2 separate regions of the Mus musculus genome follow, and region 2 is linked to region 1. The links are chromatin contacts, called in public promoter capture Hi-C maps. All regions are on one chromosome and are shown on one strand. Each heading gives the region's core, a stretch centred on a gene start, on an enhancer-like site or on the middle of the called end of the contact. The rest is flanking DNA. Distances are from core to core; before and after follow the strand shown. Region 1 holds the start of Ramp3 (receptor (calcitonin) activity modifying protein 3). Region 2 has its middle 140 kb from the start of Adcy1.

What was found. Promoter capture Hi-C pulls out the DNA fragments that hold promoters and counts their contacts.
Region 2: a contact with region 1 is called in a promoter capture Hi-C map of second pharyngeal arch cranial neural crest, with 3 times the contacts expected there. The contact joins the enhancer-like site here to the promoter of Ramp3 in region 1. A contact is called at or near these places in 4 of 39 promoter capture datasets (embryonic stem cells, maxillary cranial neural crest, second pharyngeal arch cranial neural crest and 1 more), 6 of 484 Hi-C or Micro-C datasets (embryonic stem cells, nephron progenitors and stem cell-derived epiblast-like cells) and 1 of 9 other capture datasets (embryonic stem cells).

The regions. Positions count from the first base shown.
Region 1 is chr11:6,654,317-6,660,517 of GRCm38.p6, forward strand. Ramp3 (receptor (calcitonin) activity modifying protein 3) reads left to right here and starts at 4,217. Exons shown (of 3, transcript NM_019511.3): 1 at 4,217-4,311. The coding sequence starts at 4,257. It also overlaps the pseudogene Gm11978.
Region 2 is chr11:6,922,605-6,928,224 of GRCm38.p6, forward strand. No RefSeq gene overlaps it. Among named protein-coding and RNA genes, the nearest start is that of Adcy1, 140 kb to the right of the region's middle. Within about 2 kb of position 2,392, at least 21 of the 459 cell types and tissues checked have an H3K27ac peak or open chromatin away from gene starts, as enhancers often do. A contact at or near this core is called in second pharyngeal arch cranial neural crest, where this site is marked.

The DNA of each region.
Region 1 (6,201 bases), core at 2,967-5,466:
GCCTTGATTCTTATGTAACCGAGGCACACCTGTCCAGGGGTGGCGTCAGTCACAGTGTGCTGGGCTCTTCCACACCAATCAGCAAGACAATGCTCCACGGACAAGTCCACAGACCAGTCTGATGGAGGCAGCTCAGTCCCTCAGCCAAGAGTCCCTCTTCCCTGGCGTGTCCAGGTTCTGACATTTATGAAACTATGAGGGACAGGAAGGATAAGCTTTCTAATGCTCTACTACAATTTTAAGGGATGCTTATTTTATAGGCATGAGTATTTTGCCTGCATGTACATGCCTGGTGCTTGCAGAGGTCAAAAGAGGGTGTCGGATCCCCTGGAACTGCATCTGGTGGGTGCTGGGAACAAACCCACCTCCTCTGCAAGAGCAGCCAGAACTCTTAACCACTGAGCCATCTCTCCAGTCTCTTCAAAATGTTTTACAGCATAGAATTACTGTGATTGACAGTGATTTAAAATGAATATTTTAATGTAGTCAGTAGAGTGGGTTGTAAAGGTTCTCAACAGAAAGAAAGGCTGTCTGTCTGAGACAATAGGCCAGTTTCCCTGACTTGGTCATTATGCATTGTATTGAAGAGCCTCATTGGACCTTATAAATATGTATTATTACTATGTGTTAATTAAAATACATTTTAAAAAGAAGACAGAATTGGATAGTGAGTTGTAGGCTGGGTCAGAAACATTCCTTTATGTAATTCTCCCTTCTGCAAGTATGTTAAGTCTACCTCATCTACCACAGACTGAGTTACTTAAATGTTATTCCAGCAGGGGGCGCCAAATCATCAGGAATGCCTCTGAGGCAGTCTCGTTGGATGGGAGAAGAAACTAATCTCTGATGCTTCTTGAGTGTGTGTGTGTGTGTGTGTGTGTGTGTGTGTATGTGTGATAGGTCTGGTTAGTATATCTGTGTGTGATTTGTGTATGTGTCTCATATGTGTGTGGTTGTGTGTATCATGTGTAAATGTGTATGTGTATTGTATATGTGTGTACATATGTGCGTGCTGTATGTGCAACGTGCATATGTATGTGTGCACACGTGCTCGTGCACACATTGCATGCACATGTGCCTCTGTGTGCAGCTATGTGGCAGAAGTGTCCAGTTCAGGGAGAGGGCCAGGCAAGATACTGTGCATTTCTGTCAGGTGGAAATGGGGTGCTATCTGATCACAATGTCCTCTTAGAAGCCGATCGTGGAGGAGAACTCCTTAAACATTTAAGAGGAAGAGTAATTGGCTGGCCACAGTGCCTTGAATTGGGAAGTTGGTCTAAAGGCTGGTGAACGATGTCGGGGTAAGAGAACCCTAGAGCACAAGATGCAGGCTCAAGACGGCTCAGCCTGACGAGTCTGAGAATATAGATGCGTGCACACATGTGTGGGAGGAGTGGCCATTCCCGTTGTAGATGGAAAAACAGCAAAGATCAACAGCAACCTTGGCAACCTCACTGGTGGGCTGAGAGGTGTACGAGGGATGCAGTAGCTATTGTGGGGCCTCCTGACCCACGGTGGCTCCAGGAGTTCCAAGGCTCATCAATTAATATGCTCTTGTCCTCAGAGTGATGGCCCCAGCAGATGGCCAGCATTTCTGACATTTACAGAGCTCCAGCTCACGGACATTCTGACTTTAGGCACCAGCCGAGTGGTCTCGCTCCAGCCCCATGCTTCACTTCCTCAGGTCCTGTTCTGCCAGGACAACCCATCTTCATCTCTAGTGTGTTCATCACCTCACCTGCCGAAAACCCTAGGGCAGGGGAATTCGTCCTGCTCTAGTGTGTGGGGCAGGTTTGGTTGGCATTGCTCAAGCCCTATCCTCAACCATGTTCCTGTCGGGTCTGGACCATCAGGTAAGCTCTCTACCCTAGGGATGCCGTACACAGCTTGGGTTTTCCCCCAAGCCAGCCCTACCGAGTGCTGAGCAAGGAAATGAGTGCTCCATGTTATTAATCACTTACTGCCGCTGAGCCTGAGGGTCACAGCCATCAGAGACGGATGCCTGCTTCAGGCCAGGAGTCAGGATCTTGTGGAAGAGCAATGGGAGTCTGTGACAGCCATGAGTCCCTTGTCATGTCCTCAGAGGCTTCTCCACAGTGACTGCTATCTCCGAGAGGGAATTCTGTCTCTCAGCCCTGTATCCCTATGGTCACAGGATCTCTGTGGTGGACAGACTGTCAAAGGCAGCTTGGCTCTGACCAGCCCTGGCTCACACTGTCCTGCTTGACACCGCTGGGGTCCCAGGGGTCAGTCAGTCATTATGTAGAATAGAGAGCAGGATCTGGACAGGTCTGGAGAGAGGAGCCGTGACTCCGAGTGAAGGAGACAGTTCTGTACCATGCCACATGTGCAGCCTAGCCAGGGCCCGGGGGCCCGGGAGGGAGGGGGATGGGAAGAGCGGGCGGTCCCTACGTCAGGAAGGCTGAATGGTGGCTATGGCACTGACCTCCCTTTGGTACCGTCCTTCCTCATCTGCTTTGAAGGTGTGACATAGGCTGCGGCTCAGCAGGATTAGAGGCCCTTGGGGCATACCAGGGGCATGGGCAGCCCTGTGTAGCTGAGGTGTTGGGACTCACCTCTGTGGACTGAGTGAGCTTTCTCCACAGCAGAGCCAGTGAGCAGGTCCTGCATTCAGCTGCCCGAGTAGTGCCCACCCGAGGTGTGCGTTCGTCATTGCTGACGATAGTCAAGGTGGTACAGAGTCTGCCTTCCCGTTTCTGACTTCAGGTTGTGGGACAATCAGCCCTCTATAAGAGCAACCTGCTGGCTTATCCTTTTTGTCCTGATTAGCGCCCCCTCCCCTTAGCACAGGGGCAGGGATAATGGCCTAGATGTTGGCCCCTCTTGAAGGAGGATGACTGACCAAGTTAAATCAGTTTTACTTTTAATTAGACTCCTTTGTTATTGCTGTAGCAAGCCCAGGCTTCCTAGGTTCTCTTTGCTAACTGGTTTTTAAAAATGCTATTTTTTTTAATCTTTAAGATTTCTTTGGTTTATATGTATGGGTGTGCACAATTGCGTGCGGCACCCTCAGAGGCCAGAACGAACTGGATCCCATGGAGCTGGCGATACAGATGATCATGCGCTACCTCCAGTACCTGTGGGAACCAAACCCAGGTCCCCTGTAAGTGCCCTTAACCACTGTGACATCTCTTCAGCCCTAAAGTAGTTACAGGGTTTTGTTTGTTTATTTGCTTGTTTGTTTTTGTTTCTGGCTTCGACCAGAATTTTCTCAGTGAAAATTCACAGAAAGTTGTAGTGAGCCTTTCTAGGTCAGGAAAGGTGAGCTGAGCTCAGTGATGGGGCGTGGGAGACAGAAGTGCTTGTTTAGGTGGGGAAAGCCATCCTCCCAGGTCTGGGCCTTAGCTCTCAGACCAGCAAGTGCTTTCCTGGGGGACAATAAGCTTTGGAGGACAAAGAGGTCTGCTTTTCTCTTTCTGAGGAGTGGTCCCAACATTGGGAACAGGAAGCTGTCCTGGGCTTGAGGGACAGATGTAGTCTATGGTGGGAGAAACTGAGGCCTTTTCTTTTCTTTCTACCTGCTGATTCCAGAAGCCAGGTCCTTGGAGGCCCCGTCACTGACCCGCCTGCCCTCAGTTAGCTTCAGACTTAGCCATTTGTGTTTGCATGTGTGCACACCCAAGCTCCCCTCCCCAGTGCCTCAGTCTGGAAGAATGCCCCCCCCCCCCCCATCTGCTCAGCAACCCACTTCATGCCCTTCTCTGTCCCTTGGAGACAGGCAGGGCTCTCAGACTTGTCTCTGCTTAAATTTATGTGCCTGGCTTAGGGGGGTCCCACAGGACCTGCAAGGATGAACCCCGGGTTTCTCCGAGTTCAACCTCTTGTCTGTCTTCTGCCTGGCTCCCCTCTATCAACCTGTACTGCATAACTCCCTTCATTTCTCCAGCTTGCTTCCCAGTTTGACACTGAGGTTAATCCGGCTCATCCCCAGACCAAACCTGCAGTCTTCCGGTTAGAACCCCTTCTCCATTCCCGCCACGCTGGACTGGCTCTCCCACCCGACTGCACTTCCCCTTCCTCTGTTCCAGTCTATATCCCAACGCGACCCCCACCTCCTGTCCCCACCACCTGCCCCTCCAGAGAGAAGCTGAGAATTCTAGGCAACGGAGGGAGTCAGGGGCGGGGTGGGGGCGTGGCCTGGGTTGGGGCTCTCCGAGGTCCCGCCCTGGTCCCGCCCCAAGCCTCTTACCTCCGAATGTCGCTGTTGCTGCAAGCCGGCTGCATCTTAGTTGGCCATGAAGACCCCAGCACAGCGGCTGCACCTTCTTCCACTGTTGTTGCTGCTTTGTGGTAAGGAGACATTTGGGTCGGGGTACTCCATCTCCTCGGGTCCTTGGGACCCACGCGGACTCTCTCCTTCCCGCGTCCAGCCTAGGCTGCGCTCTTCCCCCCCCCCCCCCCCCCCCAGAGTTTGGAAAAGACACAGGCACGCTGACTCCAGCACATCCTGCAGGTTTTGTGGAGGGTCTTCATAACTCCTCCAACCTTAGAAGAGCTGAGGGAAAAGGCTTTGAGCTGCAAGGGCTGCACAGTTCCCTGTGGGGTAGAGATATTCTGGGGTCCAGGGAAGGGTCTTTGGTGAGGTAGTGAGTTTCTTTCCCATCCTGCCCCGGGCACATGGCACACAGGTGCAGGTAGCTAGAATCCTTTTCCAGTGAGAAAATCGGACTCAGGGAGAAACATTGCTTTCACAAGATAGAAATGGGATAAATATTAAGCTTGTTTTGAAAGGGGTGTGGAGGGAATAAAGTTAGTAGGGAGACATATTAAAGGAGCCTGAGGGAGTTTAATGGGGCGGGGAGAGTAGGAGTGGATATGCTCAAAATACTTTGTATACATATGTAAAATTTCAAAGAATAAAAAGTGAAGTATCTTACTGAAGAAGTTACCCAAGGATAAATAAGAGGATACATGTATGTGTATGTGTATGTGTATATGCTTGTGTACACACATGTATGCATGTACCTGTGGCTCTGGGTGTGCCTGATTGTATCTGTGTGCCTGTGTGGGCATGTGTGTGCATGAGTGCCTGTGGAAGGGTTTGATAGGAGAGGGCTTGCTGGGCAAGGCCAGTGCTTGGCTAGAACTGTGAGGGAAGCTGTTGGCAGGAGGGGGCTCTGTCCTCCAGGAGGAGGGGCTCTGTCCTCCAGGAGGAGGGGCTCTATCCTCCCTCCAGGTGGAGGGGCTCTGTCCTCCAGGGCCATGGTCCCGAGTTTTCCTTACTCTCCTGGTTCAGCCTCCTTGGCTGTAAGATGAAGTTGGACCTGTTTGTAGTGTCTTCCTCAGTGTTGATGACTTGGGATGCGGTCTGGGAGTTGGGACAGAGGTGGGCCAGACTCAACAATTAGTTCTCTCCCTTTGAAGAGGTCTCTGCTTACAGAGTGAGACCATTTTTCGTGTTCTACAGTGGGCGCTCAGGCTGGGGTAGTTTTATGTTGAAGGCTGGGACTGTGACCACCTCCAGAAGGCAGTGAGCTGTTTTGGGATTTCAGCAAGCCTCCAGTGCAAGGCTCCCCTGGTGAGGAGTTTGGTTTCTAGAGGAAGGAGGTCCAGAGTTTATCTGGAAGGAAACCATGTCTCTCCTGACTGTTTCTAGTATGGAACTGGGAAGCAACACAGACAGAAACCTCATGAAATTGTAGCAATCCTGGTCCCCAATGGCCACCTTTCCATCCTACTGTGGAAGTCCCCACAGTCCCCAACAGCCACCTCCCTATCCTACTGTGGAAGTCCCCACTGTCCTCACCCATGGGACCAGGCTTCTTAGTGGCCGGTCAGGTTCAGCCTTCTCACAGACCTGGCTACAGTGAGTCTGGCCAGCCCGGGAGTCAGAGATGAAACATGTACTGTCACACGCAGTCTGGCCAAGGTGGGGTCTGAGCTCTGCAAGGGATGAGCTGAGCTTCCTAGCTCCCAGGAACGCTGACTGCCACCTATGCTTTGTTGACACTGTGATGTCTGGAACTCTAGATTCTGAGCCTAGTCACTGTAGAGAACAGCATCAGGAGAGCCTTTGTTTCCAAACAATAAAGGTCTCGGCCTGTGGGGCTTCCTTGAAATTCTAACGTACTCTACAGGGACACTTTGATGCTTCTCAGGGTCCTGGGATGAGGAGTCCAGCAGGTAGGTATCCACCTATTGGCTCTTAGCCTCAGTTTCCCTGTTGTTGGCCTGAGTGTA
Region 2 (5,620 bases), core at 1,142-3,641, 270 kb after region 1:
ACTGGTACCTGCGGAACAGACTGGTTTCTGGTGGGAAAAGAACCACACATGAGTTTGGTGTTGAATGGGAAGTGTCTCTCATAAGCTCAGCACTGCTGGTGGCACTGTTTGGAAGGTGTTATGGGGGGACAACCCATTGAAGTGGTGGTTTGAATAAGAATGGCCCTCATAGGCTCATTTATTAACATGCTTAGTCATCAGGGAGTAGCTCTGTTTGAAAGGATTAGAAGGTGTGGCCTTGTTGGAGTAGGTATGGCTTTGTTGGAGGAAATGTGTCTTTGGGGGCGGGCTTTGGGCTTTCAAAAGCCCAAGCCAGGCCCATGGGCTTTCTCTTCCTATTGTTTAGGAATCCAGATGTAGAACTCTCAGCTACTTCTCCAGCAGCATGTCTGCCTGTGTCTTGCCATGTTCCCTACAATGATGAGAATGGACCGAACCTCTGAAACTGACAGCCCATCTCAATTAAATCCTTTCTTGTCTCGGAGTTGCCATGGTCATGGTGCCTCTTCATAGCCACAGAACAGTGATGAGACATTGGAGGAAACAGGTCACTGGGGGACGGGGTTGAGAGTTTAAAACTTCATGCCACTGCGAGGTCACTCTCTCTGCCTTGTACTTGTGGTTGAGAATGTGAGCTCTCAGTTTCTGGCCCTGGCTGTCATGGCTGCTGCTTGCTGCCCACATGCTTCCCCACCATGATGGAATCTTATCCCTGGGGAACCTTAAGCCAAAACAAACTCTGTTCCAGACATTGCTTTTTGTCCTGGCATTTTTATCATGGCAGTAGAAAAGTAACCAACACGAAGATGTAGCATTCTGTTGCCTGTGCAGCAGTATAGGAAAAAAAAAAATCAAGTTTCTATGTTATCACTTAGCAACATGGTAATGAAAAGCAGAAAGACCTCTATTTTGTCTCTTTTATGTGCCAAAATTAAAGTCTGATAATATTGTGTATTGGGAAGGAGGTTGAAAACCAGGTCCTGGGGTGAAGAAGTAGTCCTCCAAAGTCACAGACGAGAGTCTTCAGCTCAGGGCTCCTATGTGGACTGTGCTTCGAAAGGCATATCCTTAGAGAGAAAACCAAGCTAAAATTGGGGGATAATCTAGCCTTACTGATATCCTGATATAGTAAGTGCAGACTAGGAACTAGGCGTTCAGAGGGGACATAGGGAGGCAAGAAGCCACCTGCAGGCAGCCATGGAGAGGGAGTCTGTCCAGGCCTCTGGGTTGAAGGTGTCTCTGTGTTGGTGTTTGTCATGGATGCCTGGCCTGACTAATGCAAGGAGGACACAAGAAGCAGATAAAATCAAACGTGCTGGTTATACCCATACACAGGCCGGAAAGTTGTAAGTTCTTAGAGAACACTTGCAGAGGAGAACCAGGAGACAGGCGGGAGGCCTCCTCCCCCTCCCCCCAGCTTGGCTTAGATTACAGTGAGGGGAGAGGAATGAGGGGAGGGGAAGCAAGCAGCGGGGAGGAGCCACCTACTTTGGCTTACGTTGAGTTACAGAAATGAAAGTGACAGAATAAAGAGGACAGATTTCCACTGAACTCAGTGGGAACAGAGGGGCCCAGCTGCCACAGTGATAGATCCCAGGACTAGTCTCTGTGGGAGAAACTAGAGCCCCACTGAGTCACAGTTGAGGCCTCTGCTGGGGGTATGAGAGGAGGGGATTAGCGCTAGCATGGTGGGCAGGGTGCGTTAAGTCTCCTCTTTGGCTTCAAGAAGGTTAAGTCAAAACAAAACGCAGGACTCCCGTGCGAGGTGAAACGGGTTCAAAACTTCCAGTTATTAAATGCTGAGAAAATTAGTGCGGTGTCGTCAATATTGATTTAAGAAAGACGTTCGTAGAGTGTTCCAGTCAAACAGTTACTGAGGTGAATTTCCTCAGAGATTAGAAATCCTGGTTAAAACATCCAGGGAGGGTGTGAACCAGGCCTTTTGGAAATCGCTTCTTCACGTGGTGCAAATGCTTGCCACAGCTGTTGGAAAAGAACCATTTGCACTGACAGCCACTAAAGACACACTCTTAACAGAGTGGTGGACAAATAACCTGACAATCAGAGTGCACAGGTCAGAGGAAAGAGGGAGCCTGAGAGGCGGGACGCCCTGGAAGACAGGCTTGGGAGCCACACACCACCTGACTGAGAGGCCATCTCATCATGCAGCCTGTGTTCATGTTTGGAAAGGGGAATGGGGGTGGGGGGGAGCCTGGTACCAGTGCCTCTCATCCAGCGGTGTAGCTGAGAACATGACCGGAACACACAGGGAGGGAGAGAAGGGATGTCCTCCCTGGCTCGCTTCGGGACATCTTTATGTATATAAAGGGCCTGTGATTTCAAGGTCTTCCTAACGCTCTGCTTCCCCCTCTTTAGGGAGCCTGAGGCCGTGCCTGAGGAATATGGGCCCCGCCCACTGCTTTCCATGTCTTGCATTTACAAGGCTGCTCGACCAGAAGGTATGAGGGTACCCTTTGAGATGCCCCCATCATCTCAGGCATGTGAGTCCTTGGGCCCCAGTGGAGGGCTGTTTGAGGAGGTCTGGGAGGTGCTGCCTTGCTGGAGGAGGCATACCGCTGGGGGCAGGTTTTGGAGCTGTAAGCTTCACCCTGTTTCTAGGTTACTCTGCTCTGTGCCTCCTCCAATTGAAGATGGGAGTTCTTTGCTTCCTTCTCTGTGCCCTCCATGTGTTGCCTGATGCCCAGCCATGATGAGCTCTTACCCTCTAGAGCCACAAGTTAAAGCAAACTCTTTCTCCGTAAGTTGCTTTTGGTTACAGAGTTTTATTACAGCGACAGGAAAGTAAGTAAGTCGTACACCCCTTTTTCATATTTAGCTGGGGCGACGCGGCTAATCTAGACCAGGACGAAGAGAGTGGAGTTGGCACCCACACACGACAGCACTTTCTGCTTCTGGTCACTGGATTCCACAGGCTTAGAGTCTTCCTTAAGGCCAGGGCTATATCTAATCCATCCAAATGCCCGGTGGCAACGTTGTATCTGACAGGGAACAAAGACACCATAAATATTTGTGGTTTAGTTGGATTTGAGTCATTGCCCCTGTAACAGACACGGGCTGGCATTCATGAGGCCTATTAAGGTGACATGAACTCCCTAGCAGGTATCCCTTGATGTCTGGGACAGAACCACAGCAGACCTAGCACTTCTTTAAGTGTCAGTCTTAACCTTCCAGAATCAGGGATTCATGTATTCCTTATATGTATATTTTCAAGAGCATGTTTCTTTCAGAGTTCCTCAGCTTCATGATAGTAAACGACTGCTCCTGAAACATAAGCTCTGAAGCTATAACCTCCACTCTATAGAGCTGGCCATGCAGGTGCCTTTCCTCGTGGCACATGCAAGAAAGCCGTTTCTGTAGTTACTAATGGGCTACGAACCTAAAACTTCCCCCAAATAATTTGCACATGAATTTTAATGGGGACTGGAAACTAAAACTCTGCCCTTAAGCAACATTCCCAAGCTCATGCAGTATTAATGCCCCCATCAAAGATGTATATCTACTTAGGAAACCTCTCAGAGACAGAGGTTCCCACTGAGCAAGGTGACATCTGCCACCGCAGGGATCAAGTTCTTTTCATAGTGCATATGGATGTGGGGACCACGATTTACATACAGGGGGCCACCCCGCCCTCAGAGAACTAATGCCAACTGAAGAGCTGTGGCAGTCTATTATCCACAGCAGTGAGCATCATAAATTATGAAGCCACTCTAGCTCTGCGGGCACAATCTGTCTTGACGTGACAGGGAGGTGCAATCAAATGGCAGCGCGCCTTGCTAGTCTAGAAAGGCCACTTTGATCTTGAGACGCTAACGTGGAGGCCGCTATGGCCCCCAGTCATTTGGGTTTGTTTTGTTTTGTTTTGTTTTGTTTTGTTTTGTTTTGTTTTGTTGTTACCTCCATTATGATTACTATTCAAGAGAGAATGAAGAGGTCCACCGCTTTGCAGATTCTTTACAGCAGAAGTTCAAGGGAAATCCTTAGAAGTAGGTGATGAGGCAAAGCCCTGAAAGAGTCAGGATAGAATCGTGTGGCAGGGGCAAGAATTCCTAAAGCACCCCTTCACAGGGAAGGAAGGATACATATACAACAGGGTCCACAGGGCCCAGGCTCCCCTTGGCAATTCCCTGTTGTCTTGAAGCCAGATTTTCAGCGATAGTGCTTCCTTACAAATGGCACATAAGAACATGCTGGGGTAAGGTAGGCAGATTGCCACCTTGTGCCTTTAGAAGCTGTCTTAGGCTTGGCTAACCAAGTGTTGAGTGAAGAGCCCCCAACTTCTACATAGGAGTGAAATTAAGGCCCACATAGTGTCCCTGACAGCAGGCATCAGCTTGCCACTTCCTGAAAGGAAAATAAGTTTTGGCTTCAAAGTTGGCAGTCATGTCAGGAACACATCACGTGAAGGAGAAGCATCCAGAACGCACCGGGAGAGGCTCGTGGAGATGGCATTGTGAGAGCCCTGACTGTTACAGTGACTGGCTGGGTCCAGATCAATCGTCCATGGATGTCTCCAGATTCTCTGCTGCAGGTAAAGCCATGTCTGTCACTCCCTGATCTCCTGTTGCAAAAAAAAGGTGCGGGGGGTGGGGGTGGGCTTAAAAATGAAGCTCAGGTAGATAGTAAGAGTTTTAAAGAGGCTGGGCCTGGTGGCTCCTGCTTTTCTTTAATCCAGCACTTGGGAGGCAAAGGCAGGGTCTCTGAGCTACAGGCCATCCTGGGCCACAGGGAGAGCTCTAGGACAACCAGGGCTACACAGAGGAGCCCTGTCTTGAAAAAAAGCAAAGCAAAACAAAACAAGGCAATAACAACACTAAAGAGCTTTAAGTAGGAAATGAGTTGATAGAATATTTCCCATCTAGTTTGTAGGGTCTCTCTAAAGGCCTGAGAAGTTTATTCCACAGAAAGCATTTGACATATTGGGAAATGCAACTGTCAACTTAAAAGTTGGAATGAAAACAAAGTTTTTGAGGTGCGTATGAACAGAACATTTAGTGGGGTGATGTCTCGAGAACCATCCTTCCTAGTCAGGTGGGAAACCATGGGACTCTATTAGCAGGAGGACCAGGGCTTCCTAGTTTCATCCTTCCCAAAGGCAACTTTAGGTCAGGAAAGGTTTATTTGGCTTAAAATTCTACGACAGAGTCCATTTTTTTTTGAGGGGAGTCAAGGCAGGAACTTGAAGACAGCTCTCTTTTATTCCACACAATATTACTTCCAATCAAGTAACTCCCTTCACATTCAAAGGAGCAAGGCAGCGGCCATGGAGGATACTCCCAGGTGGCTGACAGGTTTCTGCTTAGGTAGCTTTCTTACACAGCGCAGGACCACTTGCCTAAGGAATAGTGTGACCCACAGTGGCTGGGCCCACCAACACCAGTTAACAATCACGACAACTCCCACAGACATGGCCACCGGCCAATCTTGTCTTTGTAGTTCCTGAACTGAGGAACCTTCCCAAATAACTTCAGGTCACGTCATAGTGACAATGAAAATTAGCCGGAGCCCAGGAAACTACAGCTCAGCCAAGAGGAATGAGTTCTCATTCAGTGGGTTTTAAAAAAGAAAAGGAAAGAAAAAAAAGCACATGAACCTGGGAGGG